2 separate regions of the Mus musculus genome follow, and region 2 is linked to region 1. The links are chromatin contacts, called in public HiChIP or PLAC-seq maps. All regions are on one chromosome and are shown on one strand. The core of a region is the stretch at or near the end of the contact, and the rest is flanking DNA. Distances in the headings are between cores, read along the strand shown.

The links. HiChIP or PLAC-seq counts read pairs in DNA pulled down with a chosen protein or histone mark.
Region 2: a contact with region 1 is called in an H3K27ac HiChIP or PLAC-seq map of heart atrium, with 16 times the contacts expected there. The contact joins two enhancer-like sites. A contact is called at or near these places in 1 of 39 promoter capture datasets (the 3T3-L1 cell line), 7 of 484 Hi-C or Micro-C datasets (the 3T3-L1 cell line, the HL-1 cell line, cardiomyocytes and 3 more) and 2 of 115 datasets of contacts at active chromatin or transcription factors (cardiomyocytes and heart atrium).

The regions. Positions count from the first base shown.
Region 1 is chr4:82,194,918-82,200,990 of GRCm38.p6, forward strand. No RefSeq gene overlaps it. Among named protein-coding and RNA genes, the nearest start is that of Gm11264, 130 kb to the left of the region's middle. Within about 2 kb of position 2,949, at least 27 of the 459 cell types and tissues checked have an H3K27ac peak or open chromatin away from gene starts, as enhancers often do. A contact at or near this core is called in heart atrium, where this site is marked.
Region 2 is chr4:81,562,219-81,568,291 of GRCm38.p6, forward strand. No RefSeq gene overlaps it. Among named protein-coding and RNA genes, the nearest start is that of Mpdz, 120 kb to the left of the region's middle. Within about 2 kb of position 3,358, at least 33 of the 459 cell types and tissues checked have an H3K27ac peak or open chromatin away from gene starts, as enhancers often do. A contact at or near this core is called in heart atrium, where this site is marked.

The DNA.
Region 1 (6,073 bases), core at 1,699-4,198:
TTAAGAAATTAACTGTTAGGGCTGGGTGTACCATATTAGTGAGAAGCAACTGACCATGGTAGTCACACAAAGCCACCAGGAAAGGCTTACATTTTATACATGCCAATCACGCCCATTAAAGTAACCTCCAAATACTAGGTCAAACATTTGAACAATGAACAAAAAGAACTGTGCATTTAAATTTCCCCAAAAGCTAGCTAGAATCTTCTGAGCTTCATAGAGATGACCAATTAAGTGAGCCTCACACTGCTCCACTCCACAGCTCCATCCCACAGAAACAAAAACATGTGTCAGTGGACAACATCTATTTCCCTGCACACACACCCTGGCTGTAGGGTAGCCTGAGGGAAAGTGCTAAATGCATTTCTTTCTGATGTAGTTTAAAGACAACATGAGCCATCTCTCCTTCACTCAGATAGCATCACAATATGCTGCTCCAGCCTATTGCATCTGAGCTGGGTCACATATCTTCTCAGACTGTCAGTGTTTTTTTTAAAAAAAGAAAATTTTCATAAAAATCACCAAAAACATTAGGGGAAGTTGTCCTAGTTGACTCCTAATTTTTGCTTAACATCCTTAAGACATTTTCTGAAACTTGATTAGTCAAGTTTATAGCCCAATTTCACTTTTCTTCTGTAGCTCAGTTCTTAACTTAAAAATAACTTTCCCCACCATTTCTAAAGAAAAAGAAATTAAGCCTTCTATCCCTGAGTTCTATGTCTTTATAAAGAGCTCTGGTGATGTGTTATCCAAGTATCTCTACATCCCCCCCCCCCCCACACACACACACGTAAAGAATGCTTCAATCACTATCTCTTCTGCTTTGTTCCTGCATCTCTCCAGACTCACCAAGCTTTCCTTGGGCCTCAAAAGAGTCTTAGAGCTAGGGGATAATTTACAAATTTTATAGAAAAAGAGAGGCAGAGACGGGGGAAGAAATCACATGTCCTAAGAAGTCACATGAACTTCATTCCCTAGGTCTCCTGCTCTTTGCAGTACGAGATAAGAAAGTCTCACTCCTCTTTGCTTGGCAAGATATAAAAATGATAAAAGTAAAAAGATCTGTTTCAACTTGTCCAGGTAAAATTGGAGCCTATGGTTGATGGGCAGTAAAGAAGAAAATCAAGAGAAATTAGATACATGGCTTATAAATTCCTTTTCATGTTAAAAATCTGTGATAAACATAATACAGTCAGTTGATCCCTCTAACAGGAAGGGGTGGAACCCGACAGGCTTATTTCCTTTTTTCCAAATGCCACCTTACAGCTGTGGTCTTGTGGTAAAATGGCTGGTACAATTAGAAACCAAAATTAGAAAGCCGGCAACCACAAGAGGAAAAGGCTGGGAACTACTTGAGGCCCTGACCCAGAAACCCAGCCAAGGGCTCAGCTCAAGTTGAAGTTTTGTGGCACACATGGTCCCTTAGCCTGTAGCCCCACAGAGGGCATCTCTACGCACCTCACATGCATACCAGGAAGCCCTCATGCTCACTCAACTGCGACTTTTCAACAGATCTTGGAGAGTAGGAACACTGGATAATCAGCTACTCAGCTAGAGACCATAACTCAACTCATCACAGGGCGTCGTCAGCACTTCTGCTGCCATGGTACTCTGTCAGAGAGATCTACAAGTGTTTCTCATCAGAACCCCTGATAGGAGCCTCCCTGACTTTGAGCTATGGATTTTATTGTTATTTTAAAGAAAAAAAATATTGTCAAACACATGAATTTTATAACATCTGTTTTCATTCCAAATTCCTTTTTTCCCAGAGACGTTTCATCAGTAAGAATTACCATCGAAGACCCAGGAATTTGAAAACTTCACAAACTTGTATACAAAAAAAAAAAAAAAAAAAAAAAAAAAAGAACAAATTGTCAAAGTTGTGGACTTAGAGGCACAGGAAAGGAGGATGCCAAGCAGTCACACTGGTCCTCCAGCCTCAGTGATACCACATGGGGAAAGGAACACATAACACATCTCTCTTTCTTTCTAGTTGTGTCACAGCATAACGATGAATGCCAAGATTCACCGCCAGTTTAAAATGATTCCATTATGAGTCCCAGGCTGACAGACGAATGTACATTGTGCTCACGCCTAGGGAGAGCCACAGAAGATTAGAAAAACACACTGAAACCTGCAAACCTGAGGCACAGCCCCTGACCCACCAAGGATACTCAGCTGGGTCAATAACACTTGCTTCTTTAACAAATACGGCCATGTGATATTACTCCTCTATTAAAACAATCCTTCTGAGCTGGTCTGTTTATGTGAATTAAAATAAAACATTGTGATAGTGAATTATGCCACAATTAGTGAAGTTTCAGAAAGGAAAACACTCACGGATCATATTTTATAGCCACGTCACCTAAAATATTATGGTTAGTCTCTGATTTATCAGCCATAATGATCTGTAGGAGGGAAGATAGCTTTGTATTTTTAAGGGGAGAAAGAGGAAGATGTGAGCCATCCAGTGGCTGATTTACACTGTTTCCCATGGCAGTGAAATAGTGCAGCAGAAATGGGGAAAGGTGAAATTGTAACAGTCTGACCTGCAAATCAAGGCTAGAATACTCTCTTCACTCATTTTGGTGACATTTAATACTGGGACCAGCCTTTCGAGTTAGCTGCACTCTTCCCCCAGAATTACAAACCGTACATCTTGTGGCTCTCAGACCAGAGAATGATTGCACAGAGCAGAGAGGGAAACACCTAGAGATAGCAGCAGGCAGACCCATGCGTGTTCCCATCACAGCTAACAGAAGTGGCATCGCCTCCAGAGCCCACAGCTCTGACTCAAACACTGGTAACGTTCAAAGGATGCCGCAGAAATTCCACTTGTGCCTGTTGCCAGTCATATGACATGTCTCTAATGGTGTGTTCTAGGCGCAGAGTCTGGCAACTGGGGTATGCTTAACTCAAACTAAGCTGGGGTTTGGATGAGCATGTCTGCCAGTCTCCAAGTGTACTTAATACAAGCCAGAGCTGGGTCAAGAGAATGTCATTTGGTATCACTACAAGGACAGAGGCAAAGGCTATTTTAAGAACAGTATGGTTTTGGGTGATCTCTGTGAAGTTTACGAGTAGTCAGAGAAGGGAACATAAAACTTGCTCTATACATATAATTAAAATACAGGGTAACGAAACTCATGTGTAAGTAATAGGCCAGCAGTGAGGAGCCAGGACCATAATAAGCATCCCGGTTGAAGGGAAAGGCAATTTGTGGTGCAGCTTTCAAATTCCTACTTTAGTGAACGGATTTGGAAAGCTCACGGAGAGTCTTCCTGGCAGGGTAGTTTACTTTCATAGGCTTTTCATTTAAACTCTTACCCCCAAAAATAGCAGCTGGGTTTGGTTTTGTTCTGGGGGATGTTTGTTTGTTTGTTTGTTTGTTCTTTGTTTTTTTTCTGCAGGAGAAATCACAATTCTATAAATGAATTACTCTTTCACGGGAACAAGCAGCTGAGTTTAAATGTAATCCGTGTTCCCTGTTGTCTGTCCATCAGGCTGTAGAAAGCGTGATGACCCCAAACACCAGCTTCCCTGAGATGACCTCTCACGTCCATGGGACTTACCAAATTCCAAAGAACATTCTCCAAGCAGCAGGTTTACAAAACAGAGACAAGGGAATGGGGTAGGAGACTTTACAACAGACACTATCAACTATTGTGCCCTTTGCTCTATGTGGACCAAGTGTCTTTCTGATTGACTAAATGAGCCACTCTGTCATTTGACAGTCTAGTGTGAGGAACTCCCTACTCCTCCCAAGATGGGAATGCTACTGAAAAATTGGCAGACCTCCTTTGTGACCCAAAGCTGGCACCAGAGGTGATTCACTGTGATTTCTAATAAGCCCTATAAAACAGACCCCACCAACCACCAACCAGATTTATGTGGCGACAGGAGAGGAGGTAAGACAATAATAGATCAACAGATGATGAAAGAACAAAAGTCTCTCCGCAGAGGTTAGGGTTATAAGTAAAGAGGAATCAGGGGAAAAGTCTTAGGCATGGGGCATGGCCTCCAGAATCTGGACATCCACACCATACATGAAGATTTTGGAGAGAATAATCTCTCTTTGTTTTAGATGAACTGATTGTTTGAATCAGAGTCTATACTGAACTGTAAAAGACAACAGTGAAAAGAACCTCAGACCTCACGTTGACTAATGTCAGATTACCTTTAAATTAATGTGTGTATCCGTGTGTCTGTGTCTCTGTGTGTGAATATACACCCATGAGTGATGGTTCCCATGTAGACCTGAAGATAACATCAGACCAGATTGAGTTGCAGGTTGTTGTGAGCCATCCAACATGCTGGGCACTGAGCTTGGGTTCAGTTATGGAAGAGGAACAGAAAGTTTCATTACCTTCCCAGCCCACATCCTCCTTGAGTAAAGGTCTCCACAGTCAGTACTGAGCCAGCAAAATTCAACATTGCTGAGCAACCTTCTGCTTCAGGAAGCAGAGTGTAAAGCTAGATTCTGCCACAGACAAATCTGACCTCAGGTCTCAGCCTCCTCTTTTAGCTCTTCATTCAGCTTCCTGTTTTTTGTGTCTTTTGAGAGCATGCTCCTCTTATGCTGGCCCAACATCAATGGGATCAATAGTAAGAGTCTTCCAATTAGGGAAGAAGAGATGATTTGCAAAAGTAAAGAAATAAACATCAGTGGATGGGAGGTAAAAGCAAAAGGAAATCTAATGCTGGCATTTTCTCCAGATGCGGGAGCTTCTGAAGACAGCCATATAGGATCTGTGAGTGCGGATCTGAGAAAGCTGGATTCCAGGACCTGTGCACCCAACACCAGTGCCCACCTTTGAGCAGAACGGTCCTGAATCTTTGTCTGTTTTATAAGAAGCCTAAAGTCTCCATGCATACGTGTTATCCTTCTGACTCGACTCAAATGCACATGATGAGACTGTGCAGAAGTGACCTCGAACAATCTGAAACGGTAAGTCACTGTCTCTGCATCCTGAATACCTTATCTCTGAAGTGAGATGTATGGGCCAACTATCCCTTTGGTTTTGCTGGCACTAAGAGTCTCAGCTCTTCCCTTAAAATGTGCCCTCCAGAATAATGAGAGCAAGGAGTAGTATCCTTTCTTCCTATGGAAGAACAATCTTTTCCTGGAGAATGCAGATGTGTTCAACAGTTACCACCCCAATTTGTTCTTTCTCTTATTCAGTATTTTAACTTCTCATAGGTCAGACAGCAAGCCTCCCAAATCTGATTGTTTGGAGCATCTCTTCCTGTCACACACTACTGCCAGCCAGGGGAAGTCCTTTGCCCCTCAGCTCTTGCCTTCCCTTGAGAGCTGTGAAGAAGCAAGGCTGGAAGACAGTTGAGCAGAAGCCAGGTGCTGTGGGCTCCTGCTTCTTCCTTGCCCTGATCTGCCTAATACAGTTCTATCAAAAGTAGGCTTAATCAAGCATGGGGCAGGCAGGCGACTGGCTTAGGAAATCCTGACTACATTCACTATTAAGAGCAACTGCCTGTGTCTGATACTTGAAGAACATGGTTCACTTCGTCTTTAGAGCCTCTCTGATGCTGGCCAGCTGAGGGCTAGCCAAAGGAAGCAATTGCTGCAGTCCACTAAAGGCTTTGCCATTTGATTGCCTCATATTTTCACAATTCTTCTAATTTGGAATGTACATTTATGTAACAAACCTGTCTATTACCCTTAGCAAGTTCTTTGGCACAAACTAGAACAAACTCTGATAATGTAAACAACCCTGTCTCCTGCAGCAAAGAAGGCAAGCACATAGCAGGGTCTTGTCACTTACTTACATGTAAGTGTTACTGTCCCTGGTATTGAATATTTCAATCCCTGGGGCTCTTTAGCCATGGACATTGTCAAAGCACATTTTCCCATTCTTTTTAAAGCTATTGTACACTCATTTATAACACATGTTGTGCAATAGCTACAACAACAGAAAAGGAGGGATATTGGACCCTATGAGATTGGAGCTTTGATTCCTGGAGGTCAATAAAACAACAGCCTGCAAACGGTAAAGACAAGCTTCGCTTTGGCCTTGGCTTTCTTAGTACTGTCTATGACTTATTATTCTCTCCCACA
Region 2 (6,073 bases), core at 2,108-4,607, 630 kb before region 1:
ATGGGTATGGCCTGCTGAGCAACATCAGAGATGGTTTCCACAAGGAAGCGCTGCCTGAGAAAAGGCAAAATGAAGGGAGATGACCTTGAAGGCAAGACTGAAAGACAGGCTTCTAAGGGGTCTATCTGGCAGGAGAAAGCAGAGAGAGAGAGAGAGAGAGAGAGAGAGAGAGAGAGAGAGAGAGAGAGAGAGAGAGAGAGAGAGAGACAGAGAGAGAGACAGAGAGAGAGAGACAGAGAGAGACAGAGAGACAGAGAGAGAGAGACAGAGACAGAAAGACAGAGACAGAGACAGAGACAGAGAGACAGAGAGAGGGAGGGAGGGAGGGAGAGAGGGAGAAAGGGAAAGAGAAGCTCCTGCGGAAGGGGTTCATTCACCAAGACCTGTGGCCACATAGTCTTAACTTAGCAGTGTGAACTAGACAATGCCCTCCCTTTGTAGGGTAGCGCCACAAAGCTAAAAGAGTTTAACTGATTCAAAGCCATGAGCAGGCAGAGATGTCTCCCAGACAAGGCTAGAAGGAAATTTACCCACTTCTGAATCTGAGATTTGAGCTGCTGCCCTCCCTGCACATTTTGTCCAGAGGCAGTTGCCTTTAGAAACCCACGGAAGGACAGTGTCACGCCACACACAGGTTCAGTAGTACATTGGTTCATTCACCTGAGACGTTTTTCTTGTTCATTATGTATGCAGAAATAGTAAGGGTTGTTTCTTATGTACCAGACATCCTATTAGAGTATATTGTAAACTTTATCTCATGAGAATCTCAGTAAACCCCATAGATTAAGTAGAATGCTGTTACCATCCTCTTTCCATGAAAGAAGTAATCCGAGATTAACAAGTTTGAGTGTCCTACCTTAGGTCACACAGTTTAGAAACAGCAGAGAAGACCCTTGAATGGGGTGGGGGAAGAACCTGCCGTAGGAAAAAAGATTCTCTGAAGCTTTGACACAGTTAGGAATGCTTTAGGAAACCACTGTGGTTTCCTAAATTACAACAGAAAGTTTAATACGAAGGGTGGCGATTTAACAGAAATGTTTCTTTCTGGATGATAAAGGTAGCATCTCTCTCTCTCTCTCTCTCTCTCTCTCTCTCTCTCTCTCTCTCTCTCTCTCTGTCTGTGTGTGTATGTATGTATGTATGTATGTATGTATGTATGTATATGCACACACGTGTGCGCGTGCCAGAGTGAGAGAATACAGTTATAAAGGCGAGGAGTTGATGGGAGGAGGTGAGAGTTGAAGAACGCTTCTAATTTAGCAGCCTACAATTTACTAGAAATTTATGGCAACCCTCCCACCACAGACTGGTGGAGGTGAGGGAGGGTCGTCGGGGAAAGCCTGTGCAGTGGAGCCAGAGCATCCACGCAGCAAGCTCAGGCCACTCTGCTCCTTCCTCTGTCAGTAGGAAACGCTTGCTTTGCCTTCTGGTGCCTTCACACCAACATTCCTGACTCTCTCACACCCGCCTCTCGTGTAAAGCTTGTCAGGTCTCACTTGGTGAAGTGAGTGAGACTGGAGAACATCAGAATGTGCTGTTCAGGAGTTCTGCTTCAGAGCAGGGAGCCAGGCTGCATAAAAATGTGGCCAACGCTGCAGTGCGTGGGGGGATTTAAGGCAGCGGCAGCACTCACGGAGTGAGACCAATGAGATTCATTGCAGGTGTAGACCGTGGCAGTCTCCACGAAGTCTGGAGCAAGGGCTTTGGCAGGAACATATTTTTTATTTTATTTTTCAGTTCTTTGATTGCCTTAATTAAAATACCCATTGCAGCAAATGTTAGCACTTAGTAAAAGAACCCAGTGTATCTTTGCCTCAAAGTTGTGTGAGAATTAGAAATGATCTATGGTTCCTAAAAGAAATAACCATAAAGAAAGAGCTTGGATTTTTTTTTTTTTTTTTAACACAGCAAGAAGCATGGAAGTATAATGTAAGAATCTGAAACTTCCATTAAGACTTCTCAGTTTTCGGAATCCAAGTTTCATATTTGTGCCTGGTGGTAGTAAATGCGAATGTTAACCCAACCCTAATTGTTTTTTAGCTTTTGCCCTGACTGTAATAAAGGCTCCCAGGCTAGGAAATGGTTCACAATTTGTTAGTGGAACAGGAAATTTTTATTGGTAGTGGAGCATCCACATGACTGCTGATTTCTATTTATAAAATTCTTCGCATTTTTCCTTCAGGTTTACCAAGGGATTTGGTATTTTCTAAGACATTTAATTTGGTGTCTGGGTGCTTCGCTAAGTAAATAAACAGAAATTTTCTTTCTGTTGCTAGACAAAAAAAAAAAAAAAGTTTTCTTTTAGAAGTCAGTAGAGGGCGCTGTTGGCATTTGATTTGGCTTTCTAATACCGTAGATGTTCCCTTCTTAATTAATTCAATGTTTGAAATCAAACCTCCGTTTAAATGTAATGATATTAATATGTGAGAATAGATGTGTAAACGTGGAGATTTTCCATTCCCATTAAACCCACAGAACCAAAGGTCTCTAGTTCTCCTCTGAGCCCCTTTGAGAGTACTTATGTATAGAAATGTTGGCTGCTATACATTAAAGCTGCACACAGTTGAGTTCATGCATCCAGGCAATGATTCAACATTTTGGAGACTGATTGCAAGTCGGGGAAGAAGGCAGCTTCCTGTGGTTTTCAAGAAAAAGGGGGAGAAAAGAAGGCAAAAGAGACATTAGCCTTAGAGCCCTACTTTTTAAGTTTTTCAAAAGAAACATTCTATTTGCTAGGTTTAAGGTAAAATTTATTATAGTTAATCCAGGAGTAAATATGTTTTGCAGTTAAGATTCTAGGTACATTTGACACTATTTTTATCCTTAATTTTTAAAAAGTTATTCTATTCCTTCTATTCCAGTTTGAGTTCCTTGGCCACAGGCTATAAAGATTACCACAGTCCCAGTATTTGAAGGATATTTCTACTTTTGGTTCATAGACTTTCATTAAAATAGACTACAAAATAACAATCTCTAAGAACCCCACTCAAGTTTTGTATTTATTTGGCTGATACCTCTATGATGTGTGTGCACTAGCTGTAAGTAGGAAACCGTGGATCTGTGGGGAACCAATGAAGAGAGGATGGAGACTTTATTTTCAAAGGGCCTCCAAGAATAAATACACAGCCAAGCAGCCCAGGTGAGCAAAATGAATGCTGGCTTCTGATCCATCTAGAGTTTTCTCTGTAAAGTGAAGATGAACGTAAAGTGCGCAGCGTTTAAATCAGTGACATTAAAGACTTACCACTTTACCAATCCTAAAATAGAAAATGACTCTCGGGGACAGTGAAGGAGGCAGCCTTCTGTTTGTGGTATTGTAGCAACGGCTTCTGAGGCACCCCTCACACACATACCGCTGTTGCCCAGGGTGGAAGGCTCCTTCCCTGGGTTGCACAAAACAGGGCATGCAGTTGATCGTGTTTCTGAGTATACAAAGAAGTGCTACTTTCTGGGGACAGTAAAACACATTGCATTTTGCAAACAAAACATCAAGCCAAAGGCATGTCACTGTTCACAAAACACATGGAACTTGTTGGAAGGCAAAGGGAAAGAGATCGTTGGCGTTTTAGTGGAAAGGTAGAAAAGAACTATGATATCATCAGGCAGCATCGGGTTCTCTCCGATCGTTTACACTCTTTAGTGTGTCAGGGTTGGTCTGTGCTTGTGTTGATTTCCGGCCTTCCAATCGAGATTAGTTTTACTTTTCATTCTCATAGGAAAAGCGTGACTCTGTCGTTCAGGTAGAATCGAAAAACAAATAGAAATGCTTTGTGGTTCTTAAATGATCTAGATAGCTGGGCAAAAAGGCCCAGTACTATTGCAAGTATAATTTTAGGTGAAAATTTTGTTCCATGTGAAGCATTAATTTTAATAGAGACTTATATATAAATGCTCATTTGAATAATAATGTAAAATTAAATTTAAATTGTAAATACCGTCCAGTACTAGCTGTTTTCTGGCTCGAATTCTTCAGCACATATGGTGCTAGCATAAGCTTGTGCCTGTCTGCCTACTCTGGGTAATTTTGCATGCAAATAGTTTTAGTGCCTATGTTGAGGTGCTAAAACGTGTTTAGTACACTTGAAAATATTTGCATTGCAAAAGGAGAGTGAATCTCCTGAGGAAAATCGAATTGATATTTTGTATTAAGAGACCACTCTGGGTACCGTGTGGTCTTCTTCTATGAAGAATTCTGTTTACAGTACAGCTAGCATTTTTAATTGACCTTTAGAAGAAAAGGTCTGGCAATAGCTTTGCCAACTTTATAAACCGTTGGGCCATCTTCTGGCAACGTTCTTCACACGAATCAGTGGGGCAGAGAGAGAAGGACGTTATCTAGCGGCTTTTGCTGGACTGTCACTTCTCAAGCCTCAGTTTGGTGGACTGGTAAGAGAACTCTGAAAATTATAAACCCAGTTTCAGCTGGAATGAGCCTAACCAATTAGCTAACTAGCTAACCAACTAGCTCAGGGAAGGCTTGCATGCAGGGGAGCAGCCGTGGTTGCCGGGCGTGAGGCCCCACACAGGGTTCCATTTGCCTCAATCCCATCTGCTGCATTTACGGGAACCAGTTCGTTAAGTCTGAATTGAATCCAAATAAAATGCGTTTCTGACGCAAAGCCGATGACTGGTGCCATTCTCCACTGCATTATGTCAAATTAGAGTTTGTTTGGAAAAGAGGTTACAGAGAGCCTGTGCAAATGTCGCTTGCACGGAACATTGATCGAGTAAGAGTTCTGCACAAATTCAACCGCCACTTGCTATAAACAAATTTGCCCCTCCCTAGTTTGACTCCTATTCACCAAGACTGAATCAAAATATTAGAACCTCTAATGAAGTAATAAATAAAATTCAAGACAGGCTAGTAAAAGGTTGGTGGAACTTCTCTGACAGCCATCTTTTCCACGTTTTTAGAGAATTTCATTTTATTACCTATGCTAGTTGGGGAGGAGTGCGTCCTTATAAAATGAAAGTAGTCCAGTGTCTGCAAAAGAACCAAATGATAAGAGGCACAACGGAGGAAGCCAGCATAGAGGATTTCCCTCCCTGCATCTCTCTCCGTAGAGAAGGGAGGCCATGGGATGCTAATGACTTCTGTTGTTGGAGATGGGCAAGTCTGTTTTACCCCAAGCTCCACCAAGAAAGAACTGCCTACTACAGATTGGATGGAGCTTAGAAAGAACTCCAGGGTGTACTCCGGATATTTGTTCTCTTCATCCCTGTCACTTCCCGTAGTGTCTAAGGTGTAGTAGCATTGTGTACTACTAAATATCAGAGATAGGTAGCAGGCAAGAGACAAAGGGAACTCTTTACAAACACAAGCCAGCTTAGAAGGGCTGTCTTTACTATGGGATGAAACTCCTGGTGGCAATCTATTTCTTTACTTTTTTTTTCCTTTTGGGAAAAAAAAAAAAGAGGCCTCTGCTTTATGTAGGACCTTTGCACATCCATCAACCTATTAAGCAACTAAATAAAGCAGTATATGAACAATAAATCATTTTGAATTTCATGCATGCACAAACCTTTTGATACCAAATTGACAAGAGAAACTTGGGTCTGGAGGAGGCTACAGACACTCCTCCAACAGTGTTGCATGTAAGATTAGGAGTTGTTCTCCACTCCTGTCAACTGCTCATTCTGGGTTCCAAATCTCGGGGCTTCTCTTTCCTCTGGTGATGGTGGAGACTAGGATGCTCAGCATGGAATTGTGTGTGTGTGTGTGTGTGTGTGTGTGTGTGTGTAAGAGCCTGCTAGCACATGTGTGGTTGAGGGGGTGGGGGAGCACGCTGTTCAGGATAAACCCACCACACATTTCTGCCATCACAGACGGTGGGCAAACAGCTGTCTGCACAGCTGAGACCACTGGAGCTGCCTGCCCTGCTCCAGTAACTCGTGAGCACATGGCTGGTCCCTGGATGGCACCATGCCCTGTGCAGCAGAGAGGCCCCAGCTTTCCCGAGGCTGAGCAGGCGGGGACTTTGCCACCAGACACAATAAGCATGTGAAATCAGGTCTCATGAATAATTCATCCTTAGTGTCCTATGAAACAAAGAAATGGTATGTTTGCTGGGAG